Regions from separate parts of the Mus musculus genome. Here all the other regions are linked to region 1. The links are chromatin contacts, called in public HiChIP or PLAC-seq and promoter capture Hi-C maps. All regions are on one chromosome and are shown on one strand. The core of a region is the stretch at or near the end of the contact, and the rest is flanking DNA. Distances in the headings are between cores, read along the strand shown.

Region 1 (6,943 bases), core at 4,214-6,713:
GCGACCGTGAGTAGCCATAGCTGGTGCTTCTCTCAGGATACACTCGGATGTAGGAAGTCTCACCCTGAAATCCAAACAAACAGAAGGGAAGAGTGAAGACCCAGAGGCACGAGCAAAGCCCAGCCCTGGCACTCACTGTGTGCCTGGCATTGTCACCTCCCTCAACGTTCACTGTCACACGGAGGTGGGTACCCGTCCTCTCCGTTTCAAACGGAGGCTATAAGCAGAGCAACCCCCGTAGCTCTGTTCACTCTAGACAGGCTTTAAGGTAGAGTGACATCATCAAATGAAAAAAGTACGACCCGCTATTATTGCTGGTCAATTAGACTTAATGGAAGGCAGGAACCCACCTCGTGAGAGCGGAATTTGGTGTCATCCAGTTTACGCAGAGCATATTCCATGTCCTCTTTTCTCAAATATTCAACCATCCCCATTCCGTCCTTCTGTACGTCTGCATAACAGACATCCCCAGCTTCTCGCATGTGATCTTTCAGGTCCTGCCAGCTGCCTGATGGAGGAAGTCCTAGGCAGAGAATGGAAGAGAAGACCACAACCTCAGCCGTGCTAAATGCCCTATGAGAGCTGGCTATGCCTACGGTGGTCTACGCTCTGTGGTCACTTAATTCTTAAGGGTTCCCAAGTCACAAAGCATATGGGGCAGAGAACCAGAGAAATATACTGAAGTATATATGGTAAGCCACTGTGAGAAGCTGGTCTAAGTTAACTGTCCAGAGACCAAAAAAGCTCCCAACTAAGCAAACAAATCCGCCTATCACAGGCTTTCAACCTCTGAGAATTTACCACTCTGTGCTTCACAATCAATGTGACACTCCCCAAACCTAGTTCCAGGTTTTATCCATTAGGAAACTTATTAGTACCAAGTATTTCTTGCTGAACTTATTTTTCCCAAGACATGAGAGTTTTGAAAAAAGCCAAGTGCAGCCAAGGGAACAGCACAAGAGTCCGTGTTTTGTTTGTTTCTTTACAGCATGACTGGCTGACAGAGCACAGAATACCTCCTTAAGAGAACAACACTCCTCACTACAGTGGGGAAGGGGACACTCAGACGCTAAAGCTAGTTGGGAGTCATACGACCCTACCTGGTGTCATGAAAGGGAAATGTGCTCCTGCTCTCAAAGGCTGTGTTTGCTGCGCACAGCTCGGGACTGCAGCCATTTCCTAATAGTTTTCTAAGCAGGAGTTCAGAGCAGCATGGAGAGAAAAAAAGATAATGTATGACATCTTGAAGGAGGGAGTGGAGTCCTAGGGTTAAAAACTACAGAGGAACACAGGGAGACAGATTCCATCACTCGTACACATGACTATGATTGTGGGACTGTCACACTCTAGAAGGGCCCCTCAACTGCCCTGTGACGTGCAGAGGGCCCTGCCCGGGGTCTTGGCACTGCACTGATATTTTAAAGACACAGCTGAGCTGAGCACTTGGCACGTCATCTGGTGACACCAGTTATAAATAAAAGCTCTATGCCTTCCAATGCCATGCCCACGATTGTACATTGCGTGCAGCTGGCTCCTGTGATGTCTAGGAAGGAACATTCCCAGAGGAAAGAACTCTGGAGCAAGTGCTCTCCCACCATCTTGGCCTCTCACCAGTAAGAAAGCACTCTAAGAAACGTGTTTCTCAGACCATGGTGGCACACGCCTTTAATCACAGCGCTCAGGAGGCAGAGGCAGGGGGATCTCTGTGAGTTCGAGGACAGCCTGGTCTACAGAGTGAGTTCTAAGACTACACAGAGACTGGTTCAGAACAAAAAGAGCAGTAGGTTTCCGTCCCACATAGGCTGCATTACTTGCACGGTTTCATCCGTACAATGTCTGCCTCCCTGACTAACCAGGGCAGAGCTTTCCGCTGCCCGGGTGCACTGGCTCCTGAGAAGCCAGCATGTCCCACGTCCTCAACACTAAGCCACACACTTCCTTGAAGGCTAGACTCTCGTTCAGCAAAGTGGTGAGAACATACCTGAAACAAGAACTCGGAAATCTGACCGTCTTGTAGGAGGCCCGTTCCTTGCACCACGGGGCCACCCACCCCGACCTCCGTAAGTCCTGGGGAACTCCACACGGAGTCGACACTGGCCATAATCGTAACCGTTTCTTCCATAGATCGCATCCTCAGCATCTCTGCAAGGCAAAGACTGAGATCAGTGCTACCCCACAGCCTGGGTGACTTCTCCATGGAGGGCGAGAGTCACTGAGCAGGGAGGGAAGTCAGCCAGAGGGAACAGGGAGATGGACACCAGACACAAGCTTGCCACACTTGCGCTCAGGTGGAGGGCCGTTCACATTACTCAAAGTTTGACAGCTGGGACAGCAAGATGGCTCAGCCAGGGCATGCACACACTCTGAAGTGCAAAATATGTTAAGAAACTGAAAGTGCAAAATATACCCAGAAACTGAAAAATACACACAAACCAACCAAAACCAACTTGACAATTAATGGAGGGGTTTGAATATGAGCTCAAGATGTGACATGTATGCATGAAGGCAGCACAACAAACTCATTATTCTGAACGCACAGCTACAGTTGTCAAGCACATGGTTCTCCAGGGATGAGAAATGCAGATAAACAGAGTACTTAGACGGTGCTGACTCAGGGACTGGAGACGGCTCCACCGCTAAGAGAGCTCACTGTTCTTCCGTGGGACAGGGCTTCGGTCCTCAGCACCCACACAGAAGCTCGTAACAGTCTGCAACTCCAGTTCAAGGGGATCCTGTGTTTCTTTTGTCCTATGACCCCCACTATGTATCTGACATACTGGGTGCATATACACACACAAATCAGTTTTGGGGGGGAGGCTGATCCGTAGGATTAAAATAATTGTTGACAGATAACTCATTTTGTCAATAAACCAAATTTATCAAAACATGGCAAGCATATTCTCTAAAGCAGAGGTTCTCAACCTGTCGCCACCCCTCTGGCAAACCTTTATGTCTCAAAATATCTATATGGCTATCCATAGCAGTAGCAAAATTAGCTATGAAGTAGCAAGGGAAATAATTCTATGATTGGAGGTCACTACAACATGGAGAACTAACTGTATTACAGAAAGGTTGAGAACGCCCACTGACAGCTTGGAAACATCCTACAATAGGCCTTGTAATAGTCTTCCACAAGACAGAGCTCACGGAGCAGGAGACACATTAAAAGTGTTTCAAAAACCAGGCACCCGGGAGGCTGAGGCAGGGAGTTCTGAGACCACCGTGGTGGACAAAGAAAGACTGCCTCAAAAAGTCACTGCAAAATTAAATTAAAGACAAATGAGAGGAGGGCCCATCAGCATCCACAGGACAGTTCCCAACCATCAGTAACTCCAGTCCCAGGGGAGCCAACCACCTCTTCTGACTTCCTTGGGCAACAGGCATGCACATGGAGCAAATATAGCCAGGTAACACACACACATAAGTCATCTTAATAAATAATACATAAATTAAAAAAAAGAAAAAAAAAGATAAGAGGTCTAGGTTCTGTGACTCACGTCTTTAACACCAGCTACAGGAGCCAGAGGCAAGCGGATCTCTGTGAGTTCAAGTTCAGGCCAGTCAGAGCTATAGTATAAGACCCTGTCTAAAACACACACACACACACACAAAAGGCATCAAGGAACACGACCATGGCACCTTGATTGCTGGAGTGAATTACAATGGACTGGAAGGGTCAGGCGTATTAGGGATTAAAAGCAGAATTTGTAGGTAAAGGATCTAAGTTACCTCTTGAAGCTTTTATAACTCTAATTGAGAAATTATAGTTAATTTATAACTGCCTATCCAACAGTTATCAAATCTTAAGTGCTTTCTTTGAAACTTCCCAAATAGAGCAGAATATAGGTCTTTTGTCACACCACACAGTAGTTACGGGGTGCAAATCCTACCTAGATCCTCTCCAAACACCTACCAATTGTTATCCCTTTACTAACCTCTTGCATTAAACAATCCGCATTTTGTGTGAAATACGGTCAGCATCCTCTGCTTCATGGGCTATTGAAAAACGCTAACTACACGAGGCGTGGCACTTGACACAGAACTTGACTATTAAAGACACAATGGCACTGTTCATTAGGGCCATAATTTTTCTCACGTTCATTTGTATTTAAAAAAAAAAAAAAAAGCTTCAGTCTATTTTTTGAGGCAAACTGCAAGACACTTAGGGGATAAGCTGGGTTAGTCTTCAACCATCGAAGTCCGGAGTACTTCTACTGTGAATCCGTAATCTCCAACCCAGGCCGGCGAGACACCGGGTCGGCAGGCAGAGATGAAGCTCTCCTCCCAACGAGGCTGAGAAGACAGGGAACAGGTCCTTACTGACCCTCCCAAGGGGACGACCGCCAACGGCGCAGAGATCTCTAAACTAAAGCATACTTTCCGGCCTCTTCCTGACCCAGGGCTCACGACATTTGCACACACACACAAAAAAAATAAAAATAATAATTAAAAAAAAAATCAAAGATCCTTCGGCGCGGGTTTTGGGGGAGCCTAGCTTTTCCACATCCCTGCTACAATTAACTTCTGGCTTCTGGCGGGGAATTAACTTCCCTCATTAGAGGGGAATGAAATCAGAGATGCTAACCCCCCACCCGTCTCTCTCTCCCGCTGTTTAATCTGATCCCCCTTTACTAGAACTAGGCTCGGTGGGGCGCCCAAGTGAGGGCTGGCTCCAGACACCCCGCTTTTCAGCCGCCCAAGGCAACCTGTGGTCCCCGCCAACGCCGTCTGTTCCCCGGTAACGGCGAGGGCCACCCCCACCCACAGACCCGAACCCGGACTCGGGAGGAGGGGGCGGGATGGGCGACTGTCGCCTTCGGCCGAGTCCTCTGCAGGGTCGGTTCGGGGGACCCGAGCCCCGCGCTTCCCTCATTTCGGGGTGCTTCCCGTTAGGGTGCTTTTCCCAAACTCGAGGGCTGGGCAGAGCGCGCTGGTTTTTACCCTCCTCGGGGGCAAGTCGGGCGGGCTGGAGCCTTCCGATTGAAGGAAGTGACACCAGGCAAAGCCGCCTCCAGCCGGGGGTGGGGGGGGGGCGCCGCGAGGGGTCAGCACGGCGGGGAGGGGGAGGGGAAGGCGCTGGGGGAGGGGAGGGGAGGCCGGGCCCGGCGGAGATGGGGCGAGCCGCCGGCGGAATCCTCACCGCGGGTCCTCGAAGCGCACGAAGGCGAAGGGCACGAGGCCGTGCCGGTTCTTGAGCTCGATCTCGCGGATGCGGCCGTACTTGTAGAACAAGTCCTCGAGGTCCTTCTCGCGCACGTCGGACGGAAGGTTGCCCACGTAGATGCGCCCGTCGCCCTCGCCGCCGCGCTCGTCCGCCCAGCCCGACGACATCCGCACCGGCCGACGCCGCGGGCCCGCCGCAGCCCACGTCCCGTCGCAGCCGCCTCCGCCGCCGACGCCGCCTCCTCAGCCCGGGGCCCCCCGCCGCAGCCTCCCCCGCGGGCTCCCGAGGCGCTCAGCCGCACTGCATTGTGGGAACGCGGCGCGGAAGCCGTGAGGAAGCGGGGGCGGGAGGGGGCGGCGGTCGGAGGATTTTTAAAGCGATCTTAAAGGGGTAGCCGCCGCCGCGAGGTGCGCTTGCGCAGAGGGCGGGGTCTCTCCCTAGAGATGCGAGCGGAAGGTTCCCGGAGGTGGGACCCGAGCGCCTCCTAAGCTGGTAGGTCACTAAGCTTGGGGCTGTCCTTCTGAGGAGAAGGACGCGGACCCCACAGAAGCCCTCAGACTGCCCAGCGCTGGGCTATCCTGGCCCTCGGTCTCAGGTCTGTAGTCGTCCCTTAGACCCGAGGTGTAAGCCTGAGATGGTCGCCAAAGCTTGGTTGTCCGAGTTTCTGGAGAATGGAGAGTGGATGCGCAAACCTTTCGTTCCAACACTCCGAACCCGGACAGAGGCAGGAGCAACTATCTCCATGAGTTCAAGGCCAGCCTGGTTTACATAGAGAAATAAAAGGTATAGTGGAGAAGAAGGTTTATTGTAGGTATGTGGGAGAGCATACTATACTCAGAGGGAGGCCATCTAGGAGAGTCCAGAAGGGGACGAGACCAGGCAGAACTGGGCCCTGTGAGGAGAGGCGGGAAGGAGAGGGGAAACAGATCCTGCAGTCAGAAGGTCAAAAGGTGTAAAAAGAGGAAGGTAGTCAAGATGTCTGGATTATATAGGGAAGAGCCTCTAGGGGAAGGGCAGCCTAGCCCCTGGCCTGGAGGGCGGGGTATGTCAGCCAAACCCTGTAACAGATAAGGACTGGAGGATGCCAGAAGCTGGAGACCAGGTCTGCTTTGGTATCTTATATAGGCACCTCAGCGGATCATCCCGGGTTTGAAACTTCACAGCTACCCTGTCTCCAAGAAAGAGAGAGAAAAGAGAATCTGTGGAGGATACGCATGTATTATTTCATATCACCACAAGCATCACTGTAGAGTTTGCCTATTTGTGCATTCTAAACTATAGAACAACCTCACCAAACAAAACAGTGAGTGGGAATGCATGCCAGTAAATCTCACTCTCCTGAGGCTAAGGTGAGAGACTTTAAAATTCTAGGCTAGCCTTGACAACAACTTACTGAGATCCTACCCTGAAAAACTATTCAAACCTAGATGCCTGGAGGGATATAAGGCAAAGATAGCAAGATGATAGAGAGCTGTAACCCTAGGCAGCTCGGTTGTTGTTTCATTTGTTCTCTGTAAGATTTTTGGATCCCAGCCTAAGGCTACACCATAAAACAATATGTCCAGGGGCTGGAGAGATGGTGCCAGTGATTAAGAGCCTTGACTGCTCTTCCAAAGGACCTGAGTTCAATACCCAGTACCTACATGGCAGCTCACAGCTGTCTGTAACTCCAGTTCCAGGAGATTGCCACCCTCACACAGACAGACATACAGGCAAAAACACCAATGAACATACAATAAATCTTTAGAAACAAAAAACCCAAAAGCCTCAAATTACATA
Region 2 (6,548 bases), core at 773-3,272, 1.2 Mb after region 1:
TCTGTCTCCCAACAGCAGGCTGGTACAGACAGTGGCAGGAAGGTGACATGTTACATCAAAATAAGCCCTCCAACCAGCAAGCTTGAAATCTAAGGTAATATGTACCAATAAGACCTTGCCTTGGAATTTGGGATACTTGAGCACTTAACTAGAAAATGGGGGAGGGGGAGGGACACTGGGAGTCCTTGTCACCACTCTGTAGCTTGTTCATTCGGGTGGGGAGCCCAGAGCTCATTGGCACAGCTCATCACTCTCTCATGCTTCTTCCCTCCCGATGCAGGAAATATGCCAGGCCACCTGGTGCTCGCATGGCTTCTGGTGACCTCAACTCTGGTTTTCACATTTGTTGCTTATGCAATAGGCAGTCGAACACCTGAACCATCTCCCCAAGCTCTCCCTATTTACTTAATTAGGGTTTTGTTGTTGTTGTTGTTGTTGTTGCTCAGGCTGGCTCTGAACTCAAGAGTCCTCCTGGCTCATGAGCAATTCGTGACAGAGCGGTGGCACCAGGCCTGGCTTTAAAAATGGATTTCTCTTTGAGAATACGAAACAATACCACAAGAGGACATCTATATGTTCATACGATTAAAGATTTCTTCGTTCCAGGCTAGACTTGAAGGTGGACACTATTCTTTTTTCCCACAATTAAGAAAACTGCAGCAGTAATTCAAAACACAATTTTATACAAAGTTCTGTATCTCCAAGTAAGGCAACCCACACATACGTGCAACGTGTGTGTAACATGTACCCACATATATGTTGCATGTGGACATGTGTGTAATACGTTCTTACCTAATGCTTGGACTATATGAAGTTGATCACCTCCCCTGGTACCAGGGACTGACCCTAGCTAGGGCCTTATGCAGGACAGACAAATGCTCTACCACTAAGATCTGTCCCCCTAATTCTGCCTGCATGAATATTGGTCTCAGCTGAATAAACACTCCCTGAAAAGGATCACTAGTGACAACAGCAATCGTCAGACAACGGCCAGCATTCTCCGATGTCACAGCTAATTACCAGTTTCAAATCTTTTTGTTCTTCCAGGGTGAGTCCATAGAATGTGCACAGACCTTGGCTTAAAAAGCAGTCAGCGGGAGAAGGAGGGGGCCAGTTACAGCACACCTGCTCGGCACACACTCAACGAGGGAAACCGAGGCATGGTGTTGATTGACTAGTTCTTCTGCAGAACCGTACCATGAAGACGGTACGTGAGCCTGAGGGTGAGATTAAGCTGGCCACCAGCCCTGCTCTCAGGTCAGCTGTTAGGCCGCAAGGCCCAATCAAGCCTTCCTTCCCACCTGGTAAAATAGGGCCGCTGGGCGGAATAAACACGGGGTGGGGGGCTTCAGAGCCGGATAAGATGCTGTTAGACCTGCCCCGGTATCCAAGGTAGCCAACCCAAGCAACAGGTCCCAGCAGTCAGGGTGAGCAACGGGGGTGTGGCCCCAGGCCTTGGGAAGATCAACCGGGCTGGGGTGCAGACGGGGGTCCTAGCAGGAACGAAGAGCCTGGAATTGTCACAGCCTGGGGAGCTCAGCGGCTGGGAGCCTTCGGAAGCTTGGGAACCGGAGCGGTTTGGGATGCAGAAGTGAGAATCTCCAGCATGGCAGAGGTGGGAGACCGGCATCTGACAAACTGCGGGGGAGCAGCGGCGTGCAGATTGTGTGCCCGGAGCCCGAGTCTGGGGTCACCGCGAGGGGCTGCGGGGCGTCGCAGGCCGCGGCCACAGCAGGGACGAGGAGGCGACGCCGGGCCGCGGCCTCCGCCTCGGCCGGGTCCGCGCAGGCCTGGAGGCCCTGCGGCCGCCACCGCCACCCCGCACCCCCACCCACTCACCTGACGGCCGCCCCGGTGCGCAGGAAGCGCTGCAGGGCCTTGTCGGCCGCCGTCCTCGCCGCCTGCGCCCGGGAACTTAGCATCGCGCTCGCTGCCGCCGCCGCTACCGCTGCCGCCGCCGCCCCCCGCTCGCCCGCCCGCCGCAGCGGAATGAGGAGCCCAAGACAGGAGGCTCGCAAAGTGGAGGAACCCGCGGTGGCGACCCCGCTTCGGCGGAGGGGGGAAGAAGCCAGGAGGACGGACCGGAAGTTAGTCACACCGGACTGAAATAGTGAACGGACGACCCCTCCCCGGTTCCTTTGCTCCTAGCAACCGCAGCCTGATTCGTTGCTAAGGGAGGTTTCCCGGGGCCCGGGGACCACTTCGGAAGCTATGAGCCTTCGCATTTGCTCCGCCTCCAGGACGGAGCTTGGTTCATGTGGAAAGGCTGTTATTAAACTGGAAAATTTAAAAATAGATGGCTCTAGCTTTGATTTTTTAAAATGTGGGGTTAGCAAGATGGCTCTGTAGGTAAAAACAGCTGCCCCCAAATCTCACACCCTGAGTTCAGTGCCCAGAACCATACAGTAGAAGAGAACCAAAGTTATCAGGACCTTCCTATGTGTGCTGTGGTGCGCAACACACACACACGCGCGCGCGCACAAACACATGCACACATACACATGCATATGCCTGCACTTACACTCGTATATGCACACACATACACCTGCACACACGCATGCACATTTATACATAGATGCACACTTCACAATACACACACATGCATATGTGCACACATGCACACGCACACACACACGTATATATATACACATGCACACTACACATACGCACACATATGCACAGTATATATACCCATACACGTATACACATACATGCATGCATTCACATGCACACAGCACACATATACACGCGTGCACACACACACACCTATAAACATACAGATACATACAAATACATGCAAACACATGCACATACACTTGCATGCACATGTGCACACATATATACACATGCATACACAAGTGCACAGACACACAAATGCAATAAATTAAAATGCAGTGTCTTAGAAATCTGTTTCTATTAGGTTTATACAAAGTCCTAAACAGTCCCACACAAATGTTTGTGAATTCACTCTTTAAAACAGCAAAACATGGAAACAAACTAGATATTTATCAGCTGCAAATCTCCCTCTGTCATACATACAATAAAAAAGGTGTTAGAATTTTTAGATTCCTCTCTTGTGTGGGCATGCTGCTGTATGTGCTGCAGATCTTTATACCATTTCTCTTCTCAAAGCCGAACTGTGTGTGTTGAGTAACTCCCCCTTCCTGTCTTCTGTTCTAGTAATTTCCATTCTATTTCTATTCCTGTGAGGTTGAGGTTGGCTGTCTCAGGACAGGAGTCGCTCAGAGTTCTTTGGTGACTGTCTTAGCTCACTTGGCATAAAGTCTTTTTTTACAGGAAAGTAATATTCCATTGTAAGTACTAGTTTCTCTCTCCTGTCCATGTCTCAATGGACATTCAGGTTGTTTCCACTTCTTGGCAATAAACTCGGGCACATAACCCTCTCTTTCTGGTCTTGTTTTCAGCCCTTCCAGATATATATCAAGTAATGAGATTATAGATTTATATGCTAATTCTTTTTTTTTAGACACTTCTAGATTGTTTTCCACAGCAACGGAACCATCTTACAATCTTTAGCCAATTTAAAAAATTATTGGGGAGGCATGTGTCATGACTTGCATGTGGAGGTCAGAGACCAGCCTCAGGAATTCTGTTCTCTCCTTCCACCATGCGTGTTCAAACCCAGGTTATCATGTTTGGCAGCAAGCACCACTCCCTGCTGACCTATCTCACTGGCCCAGTTTATAAGTATGAAGCTCAGCAGTGTGAGCAACGTACTGACATTCCCTATAGAACGTTTAAATTCCCCAGTCAGGAATCACACATATTAAACAGGGATCTTTTGTTTCTTTCTCTCCGTGATGTCTATTTCATCTTCTATCCTTATGGATTCAACATCTGTGCTGTGTGAATTCATTAGCATCTGGCCCTTGGGCCTGGCTTTTTTTCATTTAGCATAACATTTTCAGGGTGGATCTGAAGTGTAGTTCCTATCAGACTTCATTCTTTGTTGATGGCCATGGTTTGACGATCTTGATATTCCGAACCTCCCGCCTCCACCTCCTGAATACTGAGATTTAAGGTTTGTGCCATCAAAGCCACTTTTCATTCGGTCCTGGGAACCGGAACCTCAGGCTTCAGGAATGCTGGATGCTCACTGTCCCAGCTGAGCTCTACCCCAGGTCCCACTTCTTGGTTTCTGTGACTAGTGTTGTTTTTAAGCATCAGTGCACAAGTGCTCAGGTTCTTGCTTCTGGTTACATTGAGAACACACATGGGAGTACAGTGGAAATCTGTCCTGGTTTTAGTTCTGCTGCTGGGATAAAGTATCTGGGCAAATCAACTGAGGAAACAAAGGGGTTTCTTTTAGCTTACAATTCCTAGTTATACTCTATGTTGTCGGGAAGCCACAGTGGCAAGAACTTGAGGGACTAAGTCACAGCACACCAACAGTCAAGAGTAGAGTGATGATGATAAATGATTGATTATAATATAAAGATGAAATTTTAATATTAATAAGAATAGTAATAACAATAATATGACTGCTCACAGGCTTCCTTGCTTGCTTGGTGCACAGGTTAACTTTTCTACTCTGACACAGTTCAGGTGCCCCAGCCTACAGAATGTGAACACCCACAGTGGGCTTGGTCTCCCATATCAATTAAATTAATTGAGATACACAGTGCTGCATGCCTTTAATCTCTGCCCTCAGGAGGCAGAGTTAGGTGAATCTCTAAGTTTGGGAGATGAGGCAGATGGATCTTTAAGCTTGAAACCAGCCTGGTCTACAGAGGGAGTCCCAGGAGAGCCCAGACTGCTCAGAGAAACCCTGTCTCAAACAACCAAAAAATAAAAATAAAGACACACAGGGCCAGCTGATATAGACAGTTCCTACTGAGACTCTTCAAGAGTGTTTCCAGTTGGCCAAGATAATTATCATAGGGTTACATAATAACTCAACAGCATTTGAATCCATAACTGAGAAGAAGTTACTAACAAGTGTTTGCATATTGTGTCATACATATTATATCATATATGCATGTATATGATTTTCTGAGACAGGGCCTTAAACTCAAGAACAACTTGGATTCCTGGTCTTCCTGACTGCTGGGATTTTAGGCACACACCACCATAACCAGTGTTATTCAGTGCTGGGGATGGAAGCCAGAATTTCATGCATCCCAGCCCCAACCGAGCAATAGATGCCTTGAGGACAGAAGTGTACCTCCTCAACCACTCAGCTGTGGCTAGGAATCATGCTGCCAAAGGTGCTGTAGCACAGGGGTGAGGGGATCTGGTGTAGCTCAGGGGTGAGGGGATCTGGTGTAGAGCAGGGGTGAGAGGATCTGGTGTAGTGTAGAGATGAGGGGAACTAGTGTAGAACAGGGGTGAGGAGATCTGGTGTAGAGCAGGGATGAGGGGATCTGGTATAGCTCAGGGGTGAGGGGATCTGGTGTAGAGCAGGGATGAGGGGATCTGGTGTAGCTCAGGGGTGAGGGGATCTGGTGTAGAGCAGGGATGAGGGGATCTGGTGTAGCTCAGGGGTGAGGGGATCTGGTGTAGAGCAGAGATGAGAGGACTTGGGTAGTGCATAGGTGAGAGGATCTGGTGTAGTGTAGAGATGAGGGGAACTAGTGTAGCTCAGGGGTGAGGGGATCTGGTGTAGAGCAGGGATGAGGGGATCTGGTGTATCTCAGGGGTGAGGGGATCTGGTGTAGTTCAGGGGTGAGGGGATCTGGTGTAGAGCAAGGATGAGGGGATCTGGTTAGCTCAGGGGTGAGGGGATCTGGTGTAGACAGGGGTGAGGGGATCTGGTGTGGAGCAGAGATGAGGGGAACTAGTGTAGAACAGGGGTGAGGAGATCTGGTGTGGAGCAGGGATGAGGGGATCTGGTGTAGCTCAGGGGTGAGGGGATCTGGTGTAGCTCAGGGGTGAGGGGATCTGGTGTAGAGCAGGGATGAGAGGATCTGGTGTAGCTCAGGGGTGAGGGGATCTGGTGTAGCTCAGGGGTGAGGGGATCTGGTGTAGAGCAGGGATGAGAGGATCTGGTGTAGCTCAGGGGTGAGGGGATCTGGTGTAGAGCAGGGGTGAGGGGATCTGGTGTGGAGCAGAGATGAGGGGATCTGGTGTAGCTCAGGGGTGAGGGGATCTGGTGTAGAGCAGGGGTGAAGGGATCTGGTGTAGAGCAGAGATGAGGGGATCTGGTGTAGCTCAGGGGTGAGGGGATCTGGTGTAGCTCAGGGGTGAGGGGATTTGGTGTAGAGCAGGGGTGAGGGGATCTGGTGTAGCTCAGGGTGAGGGGATCTGGTGTAGAGCAGGGGTGAGGGGATCTGGTGTGGAGCAGAGATGAGAGGACCTGGGTAGTGCATGGGTGAGAGGATCTGGTGTAGTGTAGAGATGAGGGGAACTAGTGTAGAACGGGGTGAGGAGATCTGGTGTAGAGCAGGGATGAGGGGATCTGGTGTAGTGTAGAGGTGAAGGGATCTGGTGTAGCTTAGGGGTGAAGGGATCTGGTGTAGGGCAGAGGTGAGAGGATCTGGTGTACCTCAGAGGTGAGGCAGACTTGAGCATGGGTGGAACAAGCTGTG
Region 3 (6,728 bases), core at 2,372-4,871, 1.3 Mb after region 1:
AAGGTCTCGCTGTTCTTTAGTAAATCTATGTTCCTTTTTTTCTTTAAAAAAAGGATTTAATCTTTAAAATTTTAAAAATCTCGTTTTATGTGTATGGAAGCATAAGGAGGCCAGCATGAAGGCATCAGGTTCCCCAGGACTACAGCTACAGATGCCTATAAGCTGCCCTATGGGTGCTGGGTACTGAAGCCAGTGGTCTGGAAGAGTGGTCAGTGCTCTTAACCACTGAGCCATCTCTCAAGCCCCAAGATTCCACATTCAGATCAAAACAATCAAATCAATAACACACCTTGCTGAGAGAGAGAGAGAAAGAAAAAAATCACAAATCTGGTGTTGATTCTGTCTCTTTATGTTCTGATGTTTGGGTCCATGCAGATTCACATACTAGTGTTGCTTTGCTAAAATGCCATCTCAGGGCCGGGGAGGTGGATTGGCCATCTTTGCTTGCTGTTCCTGCAGAGGAGCAGAGCTCCAAAGCTGGCAACTGCCTGTTGGTATGTCACCCCTCTTCTGGCCTCCACGATCATCTACATATGCATGCCATTACACACACACACATACACACACACACACACACACGAAAATAATAGCAAATCAAAATAGTATCTGTCACTAATTTGTGAGAATATGTCTTTAAATATTTGGCACTCTCCCACCCCTGCCTCAGCCCAATCCCAGCCTGCTCCTTGAGCCCTTTCACAGGAATATTCCTGGCTGAATGCCTAAGATACCGGGTGATTAATACAGAGGTAATGGCATGGTATGCAGCCTGACACTCTGTGTGTGTGGAGTTGGGGGCAGGGCTCTGGGAAGGCTCTGGTGAGGTGATGTCCAACTAGCCCAGGAGTCTTTCAGCTGAAGGAAGAAGTAAGAGGGGGTGGAGCTGGTTTGGGGAGGGGTCCTGAAGCAGGATGAGGTAGCAGGGCCAAGGCAGCAGGACAAGGATTTTAGCCCCACAGAGAGCATGCTGTGTAGGGCCCTGTGGCAGGGGTGTAGGCAGAGGTGAAACCAAGAGCGTTAGATCAGGCCCCTGCCATGGAATGGGGAGATATGGGAAAATTCCAGACCCACCTGTCTTAGTCGGGGTCACTATTGCTGGGATGAAACACCAGGACCATAAGCAACTTGGAGAGGAAAGGTTTGTTTGGCTTGCACTTCCACATCATAGCCTATATCTGTCCAGCGGCCACGGAGAACTGGGTACACCTGAAAGGTAGGCTGGGAATGAAACAGGAAGGGCCTGCAAGGGAAGAAGGAAACCAAGACAAAAGATTTCTGATCGTGGCTCAAAGTTTAAGTTTTAGCACTGCAGTTTATATAGGGGAAACCCAAAGACCCATCCTTTGTTTCGGCTGGATTCTGTTGTACAACAGAATCAGCAGCTCAGCGGCAGTCTGCTGCTGTTGGTGGACAAGGCAGGAGACTTCCACCCTGGTCGGAAGACTCCACCCAGGTTGGTGAAAGACTGACTGTGGCAATTAAGGTCTGATTAGCCTGCTCAGAGCTGGGGAGAGGGCACAATAGCCCATTACTAAAGGAAGTCAGGACAGGAACTCAAGCAAGGCAGGAACCTGGAGGCAGGGACTGATGCAGAGGCCATGGAGGGGTGCTGCTTACTGGCTTGCTCCCCATGGCTTGCTTAGCATGCTTTCTTATAGAACCCAGGACCTCCAGCCCAGGGGTAGAACCACCCACAATGGTTGGGCCCTCCTCCAAAAATCACTAATTAAGAAAATGCTCTACAAGCCCAGATTTTATGGAGGTATTTTCTCAATTGAGAAAATGCCCTCCTCTCCTCTGACTTTTGCTTATGTCAAGTTGATATAAAACTAATCAGTGCACCATCTCTAGGGGCTGTCTTCTCTGGGGATCCCCAAACATTCAAATGTGAGTCATAAGAAGACCATACAGGCTTCGAGACTGGGAAGTCTCAGAATCCTGAGCCTGATGCTCCCGGAGGGCTGAGAAGGTCGTCTCTGCTCTAATTGATGACATCCACAACTTTATGAGTTTAAAACTGACTCCGCAGAGATGTCTTGACCTCTGCAGGTGGTCAAACTGTGACATGCATATGTTCTCACACACACATACATACACACACTCATATGCACACATACTCACACATATATGTATACACATACATATACACACACTCATACACACATGCACACCCACACACATACACAGATATACACACACACACACACAAAGCTGGCATTCTGGAACACTCGTGATCATCTATCAGCCAAAGAATAGCTCCAAACAGAGGGGAGCCCTGCTGGGTATTGCCATTCAAAACCTGTCTTACTTAGTGCTGAAAAACTGTGGACCAAATTCACAGACAAAAAGTATACTCAGTCCTGTTTTGACATAGTTGCCTTCTGAAAATGCAGAGGATGCTTTGTGTCGACATAGGGGGCAGTTAATGGCGCCATTCTCAGATCTTTAAAAACCGAGACTCTTTGCACTTAGCAGGAGCGTCTGTTAAATACGAGCAACTGGAAACTTCCTTACATTGCGGGGTAACCCCACTGAAAATCCCCTTTAAGGGTTGGTTACATGGTACATAAAGGAGCCTTGCCACTAAGGCTAGTGACCTGAATTTGATTCATGCATGTATTCATACGCATATCACACACACACACAGATAATAATAAATAAAAATTTAAAAAGAAAGACAATCCTTATTTGAGGATGGAGACTGTTGATACCCTCAAGACGGTGGAAGAGGCAGGGAGGAGCCAGGTTTCCTCTCGGGCTTTGAGGATGATGGAGTGGGACTGGAGACTTGTGATTAGCAAGGCTTGGGTACCACAAGAGGTCCAGAGTAGGGGTCGGGGCTCTGTGAAAGAGAAGTTTCTATCAAGTTGCCCAGTACCGCCTTGCTGGGGTCCCTCACCCTGGCCCACTGGCAACCTTTCCAAAGCCAATGCAACGCGCCCGCTTATCCCCACTGCTGTCCCCGGGCAAGCTTCTGGCCGGCCCACAGTTCTCTCTCCCTCCGTGGGTTAGTCCAGCTCACGGAAATCCTGCCTCCTAGCAAGTACTACTCCTTCGAGAAGCCTTTCCTCTCGCCACCCACTAGTCTGCGTTTCTAGACACCAGAAGGAATTCGAAGATTAGATCAGCCCTTGGTGGTGCAGGCGTTGGAATCCAGGACCTTGAGTAGGCCGGCGGGACACCCTGCTACTGGGCTACACCCCAATCCTATGCAAAGCAACTCTGCAAGCGGATTTCACAGTCCCGGGGGTGGGGTGGGGTGGGGGGAGGCCCCGCACTTTGTATGAGCAGAGTAACTTTCCTTGAAAGAATAAACGAGTGAGTCTTTTACAAACTCTGGGCAGCTTTGCTCTGCTGGCCTTGCCTTCGGAGGCCTCAGTTTCCCTACGCTGCCCGCGAGTCTAGCGGCGGAGGAGGGGCCCAGGCCGGGCGGCTGCAGCCAGCGCGGGGGCGCGCGCGAGTGGACGTGACCGCGCGGCGGGGCCCGCCCCAGGCCGGTCACTGGCGCATGCGCATCACTGCCCGAGCGCTGCGGGCCCGGCGGACTCCGGAGCCGGGGAAGGGGGTGGGGGGTGGGGAGTTTGCGGGAGGGAGGAGGGAAGAGGGAGGGAGCGAGGGGCGGGCCCGGCGCGGCTGCCCGGCCGGCTGCTGGAGGCCCCGGGCCGGGCCCGCGCCGCGATGGCCTTGGTGACCCTTCAGCGCTCTCCCACGCCCAGCGCCGCGTCTTCCTCCGCAAGCAACAGCGAGGTGAGCCCGGCCGCACCCTCCCACAAGGTGTGAGGCGGAGGTGCGTCCGCCCTTGGGGTGCGGGCGTCCCCGCGTCCCGGTGACTGAGCATGCGCCGGGCTGGGGTCGCGGAGGTGGGGGGGCGGGGGGGGATGCTTCCAGATCGCAGGGCACCAGGAAAGGCTCTGGTCGGCTCTGGGCTGCAGGGTCTCGGGTTCCGCTCGGGGCCTGAGCTCATGCTGCTTAATCGGGGTAGATGGGGACCGGAGCGTCCGGGTCCTCAGGACGGCCTGCCCCAGGCTGTGCTACCCCAGCCGGGCTCATCCCACCCCCTTCCCCTGATGAGCTTAAGGCCTCGGAGTAAACCCCGGATGACCCAGCCGGCTGCAGGGGACGCCCCGCTGTGCTGGGCTAGCCCCGCAGGCCCAGGAAGTTGCCAGCTGGAATCTGGGCCCTCTCCCGGGGTTGTGTGTCTGCGTGAGACTTGGCTCAGCACCCCTGCGTGCCCGTGTTGGTGCGTTTTGGGCTCGTCTTGCGGGGACTGGCAGGCATCTTTGCAGAATGGCTGTGAGGTTAAGCCTCCAGGGCCCTTTCTGTCTGAGACTCTTTCATGAGTTTTATCTGCAGGCAGAAGGTTCTGGTTGCCTCCTCTTTGCACACAATTAGGCAGGGCAACTGAGAAGTTAGATTGTAGTAAGGCCTCTCTTCCCACACAGCTCGGTTCCCCTACAACAGTTTACAAAGTGCCTTTTATCTTGTGTTCTTCCTAGGAAACTACAGGAGCATAGGGAAGCAGGGAGGGGCAGTACAGGCCTTTGCAGCCGAAATTCTCTTCCTTCCTTCCTTCCTTCCTTCCTTCCTTCCTTCCTTCATCATGTAGTTGTGGCTGGCCCCCTGCCTCTGCGTCTCAGATGTTGTCAGTTCAGAAGAGCTTTCCACACCTGGCTCTCAGCCTGGATTTCTAGCCAACTTCCATAATGTTATGGGAATTTAACACTTGGTCGCTTCCAGTTCCTGTATTAGACACATTTTTAGGCTTTTAATCTTTTTTTTTTTAGTTGAGATGTAACTCACAGCCTGTGGCTTTACCTTTTGGAAGTATGTAAGTCAGCGTTAGTAGACACACCCGCTCAGCCACTCAGTCCCGAAGCTTCAGCGCCCCGCCCTTCTCAGTTACCGCTTGTCTTTGCTTCACCCCCACCCCGGGGCGTCCCCTACTTCTCTACATTTGCCTACGCTGTAGTTCATATAACAGGAAATATGCAGTGTTGCCTCTGTCTGGCTTCTCCCTCTAAGCGTGCTGGTCTCAAGGTTTGCCCATACTGGGTCTAATCATTTCTTTCCTTTCTATAAGAATTCATTGTATGGGGGGTAAATTTTTTTCAGGACACTGATTAGGACATTTTAAAAATCATTTTATTATTATTATTATTATTATTATTAATGTTATTTAGTACTAAATGTTTGAACCAGACCCTTGTGTGTGCCTGGCACTACGCACACTACCTACATTTTAAAAATTACATTAAGGTGTGTATGCATGTGTGTGCATGCGTTTGTCTCTCTGTCTGCTTCTGGGCATATGCAGGTGCCCACGGAGACCAGAAGAGGATGTTGGATCCTGTGGAGCTAGGCTTACAGGGGGCTTGTGAGCTGCAGGTTGTGGATCTGGGCATCTGCTTTTAGGTCCTCTGGAAGAGCAGCAAATGCTTTTAACTGCGGAGCTCTCTTCTGCAGCCCCCTTCCAGCCTCCATTTTAAATCATTATATGATGATCTCCCAATGACCAATTAACAGAAGAGAAAGCCCAGAAGAAAGCCAATGTTTAAAGTGTGAGGAGGCCCAGAGCCCTCTTGACTTTTACATCCTAGGAATGTGGAAGGTGGAGGCAGGAAACCCCTAGTACAGGCTGCATGGCCAGGCTAGTGAAATTAAGAATGGGCAAGGTGAGCGAGACCCTGACTCAATATGGAAGACAATGACATCGCCAGCAGCCACATACACACACACATGCACATGTGAACACATACCAGTCACACCTGCAAGTACACACAAACCCTAAAATCCCAGATGGCTTTTCTTTAACTTGAGCATGCCTTTGTCACCTGGGATGTTCCTGGGATGGCTAAGCTGCCTTCCCGATGTGCCCAGGTCAGGAGCAAGGCAGAGAGAGTAGACAGCAGGTGCTCCCTGTGCTGGGAGACTGGAATCCCGATTGGCTGTGCCTCCCGCCCATCCTTTTCCCACTTGGCTTCCTCTCTCTCTCCAAGTCAGATCTTCGGATGGGCCTGGATTGTTTCTTTGGGGATGATGCCGTCTCTCTCTGCTTCTCTGGCATTCCTGACCTTACATCACCTTTCAGTGGAAAACCTCAGATGGTGACTAAGAAGTCAATGGCTGCGGAGCCCGTGTCCTCTTTCCCCCAGTCTGTTATCCAAATGCCACTTCTTTTATGAGTCAGGGAGACAGCGGTTTCCTGACAGAGCTAGGTTAGCAGTGAAGCCTGGGAAACCAAGGGAAATCACAGCTCTTGGTCCCACAGCAATCTTGTCCTCTTACTTTTGTCCCCCATCACCTCCCCATACTTTCTGGATCTTTAATTATCTCGTATTTGTCCTTTTCCTGTTGACCTTATTGAATTCCTTTGTGAGATCAAGGGGAGCTGAGAAAGAGATACATAAACTGTTTCCCCTAGGTGTATAGCAACATTGTTTTGGACCAATGTGCAAGGTCTGTTTTTCATGGGCACAGGCTAGTCTCCAGGCACTTGGGACCAGGGCTTCTCAGCCTCGCTGCTGACCCTGAGACTCAGAGGTGGAGGCTTCTCCTTCAGCAGCATCCTCTTGCTCCGCCCACTAGATGCCAGTAGCACCCTCCAAAAAAATGCCCCAGTGGCCCTTATTGAAGGAGTCCTTACATGTGGTGATCCGCTGCTGCTGTTTGCTTCTGTCTAGTGCTGCAATGTGTGGGGGGCCTGCCCTGGTTTTTCCCTTCTCCTTTAC
Region 4 (6,113 bases), core at 1,033-3,532, 1.5 Mb after region 1:
GTTGTGTGTCAAGTCTGAGCCAGCCTTGAGTGCAGGGCACTCTTGTCTAGAAAGAGAAGAAAAAGAAAGAAAACAAAGGGGCTGGAGAGGTGGTTCAGTGGTTAAGAGCACTGACTGCTCTTCCAGAAGTCCTGAGTTCAAGTCCCACCAACCACATGGTGGCTCACGACCATCTGTAATGGGATCTGATGCCCTCTTCTGGTGTGTCTGAAGACAGCAACAGTGCACTCATATAAATAACAAATAAATAAATCTTTAATAAAGAAAGAAGGAAAGAAAGGAAGAAAGGAAAAATGAAAAGGAAGAAAAAGACATCACATTGGGGCAAGGTAAAGGATGTAGGGTGGGGTGGGAACAGGCAAGGGTCTGCACAGACCCTATGTAGAGTTGCAGGAGGGACTTGAACATTCGTAAGCGCTGGAAGCAGCCCCAACTAGCAACAAGGTAGGACCTTCCCCTCCTTGGGGCAGAAGACAGAGGTGTGTAGATCCCTGATCTGGGGCCTAGGCTCTCAGTACCCCAACCTTTGTTCTACTCTGCGATTGTGTTATGAAGGCTTCTGTGTATTGCTAGTGGGGACAGAGACCTTAGCTGAGGACATGATTGTCCTTGGTCACCCTGGCGAGCCTTCACCCAGGGAAGGGAAGAGGCCAGAGGACACTGAGCTGACTGCCCTAGCCTTTTGCACTGCTGCTGGACAAGGAGGGAGGGTGAGGCGAGGGTGTCACCGAGGCGAGTAGGAAACTCCCAGAAGATTCCAGGGTGTATTAGCCTCCCTGCCTGGCTCCCCTGTGGTCCTCTCCTGACATGGAACCCTCTCTGGTTTGTGGAAGGGCACCTCACACCCCGTGATGAGTCTTGGCGCACACAGCTCTAGAAGCCTGTGAGTTCCTAGAGGCAGGTCTGTGTCTGTGTCTTGACTGGCTGGGTCCTGCTCAGCTCTGTCTGATCTTCAGTGTCAGGGTGTGTCAGCCATTTACTGAAACAAACAAGTGAATGAGTGAGTGAATGAATGAATGAGTGGATGAGTGAGTGAGTGGATGAGTGAGTGAATTAATGAGTGAGTGGATGAGTGAGTGAATGAATGAATGAGTGAGTGAGTGAATGAGTGAGTGAATGAATGAGAGGACGAGTGAGTGGATGAGTGAGTGAGTGAATGAATGAGAGGATGAGTGAGTGAATGAATGAATGAGTGAGTGAATGAATGAGAGGATGAGTGAGTGAATGAATGAATGAGTGAATGAGTGAGTGAATGAATGAGTGGATGAGTGAGTGAGTAGATGAGTGAGTGGATGAGTAAATGAATGAATGAGTGGATGAGTGAGTGAGTGGATGAGTGAGTGAATGAATGAGTGAGTGGATGAGTGAGTGAATGAATGAATGAGTGGATGAGTGAGTGAGTGAATAAATAAGAGGACGAGTGAGTGAATGAATGAATGAGTGAGTGAATGAATGAGAGGATGAGTGAGTGAATGAATGAATGAGTGAGTGAATGAGTGAGTGGATGAATGAGTGAGTAGATGAGTGAGTGGATGAGTGAATGAATGAATGAGTGGATGAGTGAGTGAATGAATGAATGAGTGAGTGAATGACTGGATGAATGAGTGAGTGGATGAATGAATGAGTGAGTGCCAGGTCCCATGGATCAGTTACCTATGGTGCTTCAGGGTATTTGAACTCCCCACCCCCTCTCCACTTCTGTGGAATGGGCTCATAGCTTCTGCTCAAACTGCCCTACTAGGGCTTAGTGAGGTCTCAGAGTTCAGGATGTCAGTACCTCAGGGAGTACCCTGACCCCCTAAGAATGGAGAAACTGAGGCCAGGGGAGGAAGGGCCCGGGCAGTGCCTGATCTCAGCATCCCCAGGTTTCCCTGAGACACCCCCACTCCCACTCTGCACCCTAAGCTTGGAAATCCTGAGTCACAGCTGGATTGGGCCACGCCACGGAGATTTTTTCCTTCCCACTTCCAGGGGCCCCAGATCTTCCTGACCTCATCCTTCAGGGAGTGTGGGGGATGGGACGGACCTCAGCTCAGAGTTCTGGGAACGTTCTCCTGGAAGCCCCTCTGTCTGTCAGTCTGTCTGAGCCTGCCCAGGGGACCTGAGGTCAAGAAGAAGCAAGCTTGGAGTGTGAAGAGGGTGGGACTGTGGGTGGCCCGGCATAGTCCCGCCCCACACTGTCCCCACCCCAAGCCCTCTTAATGAAATCAAGCTGGCCCTCCAGCCCAGCAGGGAGGAGGAAAGGGGAGGGCCTGGAGGCCGAGGCGGGCAGGCACCAGCCAGAGCAGCTGGCGGCAGACGGCAGGCAGACAGTCAGACCGTCTAGCGGGCCTGGCTTGCCTACCTGGCAGCTGCACCCGGTCCTTCACCCAGAGCTGGTAAGTCTCTGCCTCCTGCTGCTGGGGACTCTTGGAGAACTCCGCAGAATCCCTAAGTGTGCGTGCAATCTGTGTGTGTGTTTGAGGCCGTGAGCACCCATGTGATTAGATATGTGATTAGATGTGTGAGCATGGATGAAGGCGGCACGCGTGTAGTTGGGATGTAGAGAGGGTGCCAGGGCGACGTTTCCAGGGCCAGTGTGCTGCTGGTGTAAACTTGTATTGTCCCGTGTGTTGCGGTAGGCTGTGTTTGGGATGTCTGATGCACCACTTGGAATACTTGTGTGTGTGTGTGTGTGTGTGTGTGTGTGTGTGTGAGCTTATGTGTAGACTCTGAGACCTCAGGCTCCTTCCAAGCCTCTTCTTGAGGGACCAGGACCCTGTCCTTGCAGGCAGGCCCTGAGGGAATAGGCTAGGCATACAATGTTTCAGCCACAGCCCCCCCCCCCCCAGTCTCCTAATTGAAGCCAGGTTTCTGTGGCCTGCCTCTCCATCACTGGCCATCCGTTTCTGAGTGAGGGCTGGTAGAACAGAGGCTCTGGGTTAGCTGTCTCAGGTCCTTGGGTACCCAGTCCTTCCTTCGGGGTGGATTCGCCTCATCTGCATATTCATGGACATCTCAATTTAAAACAGAAGCTCTTAAGACAGAGGGTCTAGCAGGGAGAGCATACTGGACAAGTGCATCCACTTGCTAACATTTATTACATGCTAGGCACTGCTGTGACCTGTCCCCATTGCGCAGATGTGGAAACTGGAGCTCAAAGGGTTGACATGCCCAACCCTTTGGGAGGGTATAGTCGAGCTGTTCTGAGCCACCTCTCCATCAGGGGCTCTCTCTGTTGGGCAGGCTGTTTACAGTCTGACTGAGTTCCCTCTGGTGCGAATCCTGAGTGCTTGTATAGGAGCAGGCAGGCAAAGGACGTCTGGCACATCAGCAATCATTTCAGACCTGTTCAGGTCAGTTCTTCTGTTCCCCAGAGGGGAAACTGAGGCTTGGAGAATTTAAGGGTCCCATGACCATCTCCATGCAGACCTGAGTCCTCTTGTTTAGTCACCTGCTACCTTTCTCTGGGAGCAAGGAGAGACTGGGGGGGGGGGTGAAGTTCTGAGAGTAGGGGGTCTTGTTCTTCAGAGACAGGAATGGTTTCTGCTTCTTCTTCTGCACCCCTTTGGCTGATTGCAAGTGCCACAGAGAGGTCAATGCTTTCTTGGATCCCCATTGCGGTCTACACGTGCGTGTTCATGCACACGTGTGTGCACGTGTATTCTGCTCTTTTGCTGGGGATGCGGAGCGGGGTGGGGGTGGGGGGGACGACGACAAGTGAGGACAGCCGTGGATCCGCAGAGGGGAAAAATCTGGCTTCTCCTGCAGCATTCCATTCCTGAGTTCTAGCTTTCCTGTGGGACCGACCCTGTGCTGGCACTTCTAGAATGTTCTCTCGCACAGTCCCGACAGCTCTTTGAGTATCAGCGTGGAGTCATCCTGCCACTGCCCATTTGCAGATGGGCAAAGTGAGATTGAGAGGAGACAGCTGGCAGATTTAGACAGGATGGAACCAGGGAGATCTAGCCAGACCAGTGGCTTTTCAACTGATGCATCTGAGGACTTCTCCGGTGCTGTGGCATTGTGGTCACGGTGGCCTGTCCCTCTGGAGCAACAGCCCTCACTAGCCACAACCATATTTTTAGACGACATCATAATATGTAGCTCAGGATGATTTTCGAATGTGCAACCCTGCCTCTGTCTCCCGGGTGATGACCCAGGGCTGTGGTGTAGTTCAGCACGCACAAAGCTCTCAGTCCAGTTCCCAGCACCACCCCAAAAAGGGGAGCATGCTAGGTCAGTTAAATTCTTGCCAAGAAAAAAAATTCGAACTCCAGTTCAGGCCCATCGTCCGGGCATAGTTAGTCATGTGTGCCCCAGATCTCAGCCTTGAAAGGTCAGGGATAGGGAACAGCCTAGATACTTGTGATTCTCCACTCCTAGGGAGAGATCTCCTGGGCGGGGGTGGGGGATAGTACCCCAAATTAGCCTCTGGCTTCCATGTGCACGCACATACATGCACACCGTCATAGCACGTGGGTGCCCACACCTGAGAGAGGATTCAAATCCCAGCCCAGTCACTGATCACCTGTCCGTCCTTGAACACGTCACTGTCCATTTTGAACATGAGGGTGTGTCCACTGTGGGACTGAATCCCGTGGGATCAGGACCCATCACTGTGCAGGGGCCCGGGACTCAGCAACAGAGCGCTTGCTTAGTGCACACGAGGCTCCCCTCGCTCTCGCTCTCGCTCGCTCGCTCAGCAGAGAAAGAGAAACATAAGCAGAGGTCCCTTCGGTAATTTAACCACTTTAGAAAAGTTTTTTTTATTATTATTATTACATTTACATCTCTATAAGGAGGCTGCACAGGCCACGGGTGGATGCCTGGAGGTCAGAGGTCATCACCCGTGGGAGATGATTCTCCTCTACCCTGTGAGTCCTGGAGATCGGACTTAGGGCATCAGGCTTGGCAGCAAGCGCCTTTTCCTACTGAGCCACCTCGCTGGCCCATTTAGCCTCCTTTGATGTTCTGAAGTGAATGACTGCCTTTTTTGCTGTGTGAGCCAGTTTGATCGGGTCGGCGCCAGCTGACTGCCTCAGCTGCAGATTCAAGCAAGAGAGAATTAGGAAAAAAATTAAGCCGTAATAATTTAAAGATAAAAACGAACGGCACAACGACTCCCCCCTCCCCACGTTTGTGGTGTTGTGAATCACCCGAAGCTGATTGCAAGGGCCAGGAGGTTGAGAGATTCTCCCTGCACACTGTACCAATGGCTTCATTTTGGCTCCTTTGGGTCGGGGTGGGGCACTCCGGTACCAGCTTCCTGGATGCCAAGGGCTCACCACACATACCTGGAAAGCTTGAGGCCGCCTAGACAGTTACTACATGACCAGCGTCACTCTTACTTCACTCCCTGCCACACATCTGTCTCATCCAACAGGACCTGCAGCCGTGGTGCTGGGGACCTCAGCTTCCTGCTGCAGTTCAGAAACTTGGTGTGTGTGGCTTGTCTCCTGCTGGGCCTCTGCCTCTGTCTCCCCATCTCAGTCCATGAAGGGAGATTCCCCCTACTCTTCCCCTCCCCCAGACAGTGCCTTAAATCCTTCTCTCTTAGACCTGTAGCCCCAGTCAGCCTCAGGGACCCGAGCCCTCTGCGGGGCTAGCAAAAGTTTGAAGTCCAGATCCCATTCGCACTGGCTGGGAGACTTTAGTGTAAACTTGGGCAATGAGGAATTTATTAATCAACCCGGCTGTCTGGGCCAGATGGGGTCTGGGGGGTTCATGCCGGGAGCAGCCTTCCAGGGGGGAGGGGCGCATCTGGTTCCCATTTAGTGGTGGCGGTGGGAGGGGCTGCAACATCGGGGGAGGGGCTACAGTGTTAGCTAGCTTTGTCTTTCCCCAGGAACTATGGTTCCCCGTAGAACCTCTCGGGGCAGGGGTGTGAGGTAGGGGGTTGGGGTGGGGGGTTTGGAGGCTCAACAGTGAGGTCCAGGCCTCCATGGGTTGGGGGAGGGGTCACAAATACCCTCAGCCCCACCCTGGCATTCAAGTCTCCTATAAAGACTGCAGACCTGGCAGCTTCAAAACCTAGATTCCTCTGGAGAAGGAAGTGGGTGGATTGGAAAAGCCTCGGCTGGAGCTTCCAAGACTTCAGGGTAACGGTGCCCTGGGGCCACTTCCTGTTCATT

Evidence for each region. Promoter capture Hi-C pulls out the DNA fragments that hold promoters and counts their contacts. HiChIP or PLAC-seq counts read pairs in DNA pulled down with a chosen protein or histone mark.
Region 2: a promoter capture Hi-C map of liver shows a contact between it and region 1, with 2.5 times the contacts expected there. The contact joins the promoter of Usp30 here to the promoter of Srsf9 in region 1. A contact is called at or near these places in 3 of 39 promoter capture datasets (liver and pre-B cells).
Region 3: a contact with region 1 is called in an H3K27ac HiChIP or PLAC-seq map of embryonic stem cells, with 5 times the contacts expected there. The contact joins the promoter of Ssh1 here to the promoter of Srsf9 in region 1. A contact is called at or near these places in 1 of 39 promoter capture datasets (liver) and 1 of 115 datasets of contacts at active chromatin or transcription factors (embryonic stem cells).
Region 4: a contact with region 1 is called in a promoter capture Hi-C map of cranial neural crest. The contact joins the promoter of Tmem119 here to the promoter of Srsf9 in region 1. A contact is called at or near these places in 2 of 39 promoter capture datasets (cranial neural crest and liver).

Annotation. Positions count from the first base shown.
Region 1 is chr5:115,325,697-115,332,639 of GRCm38.p6, reverse strand. It overlaps Srsf9 (serine and arginine-rich splicing factor 9), which reads right to left and starts at 5,463. Exons shown (of 4, transcript NM_025573.3): 1 at 5,141-5,463; 2 at 1,982-2,142; 3 at 351-523; 4 at 1-64. The coding sequence starts at 5,331.
Region 2 is chr5:114,095,807-114,102,354 of GRCm38.p6, reverse strand. Usp30 (ubiquitin specific peptidase 30) reads right to left here and starts at 2,022. Exons shown (of 13, transcript NM_001033202.3): 1 at 1,840-2,022. The coding sequence starts at 1,922.
Region 3 is chr5:113,990,683-113,997,410 of GRCm38.p6, reverse strand. Ssh1 (slingshot protein phosphatase 1) reads left to right here and starts at 3,621. Exons shown (of 15, transcript NM_198109.5): 1 at 3,621-3,747. The coding sequence starts at 3,679. It overlaps Gm52825 (a long non-coding RNA gene), which reads right to left. Exons shown (of 3, transcript XR_003955978.1): 3 at 5,177-6,728.
Region 4 is chr5:113,796,565-113,802,677 of GRCm38.p6, reverse strand. It overlaps Tmem119 (transmembrane protein 119), which reads left to right and starts at 2,282. Exons shown (of 2, transcript NM_146162.3): 1 at 2,282-2,378. Gm42004 (a long non-coding RNA gene) reads right to left here and starts at 2,112. Exons shown (of 5, transcript XR_878692.2): 1 at 2,027-2,112; 2 at 1-46.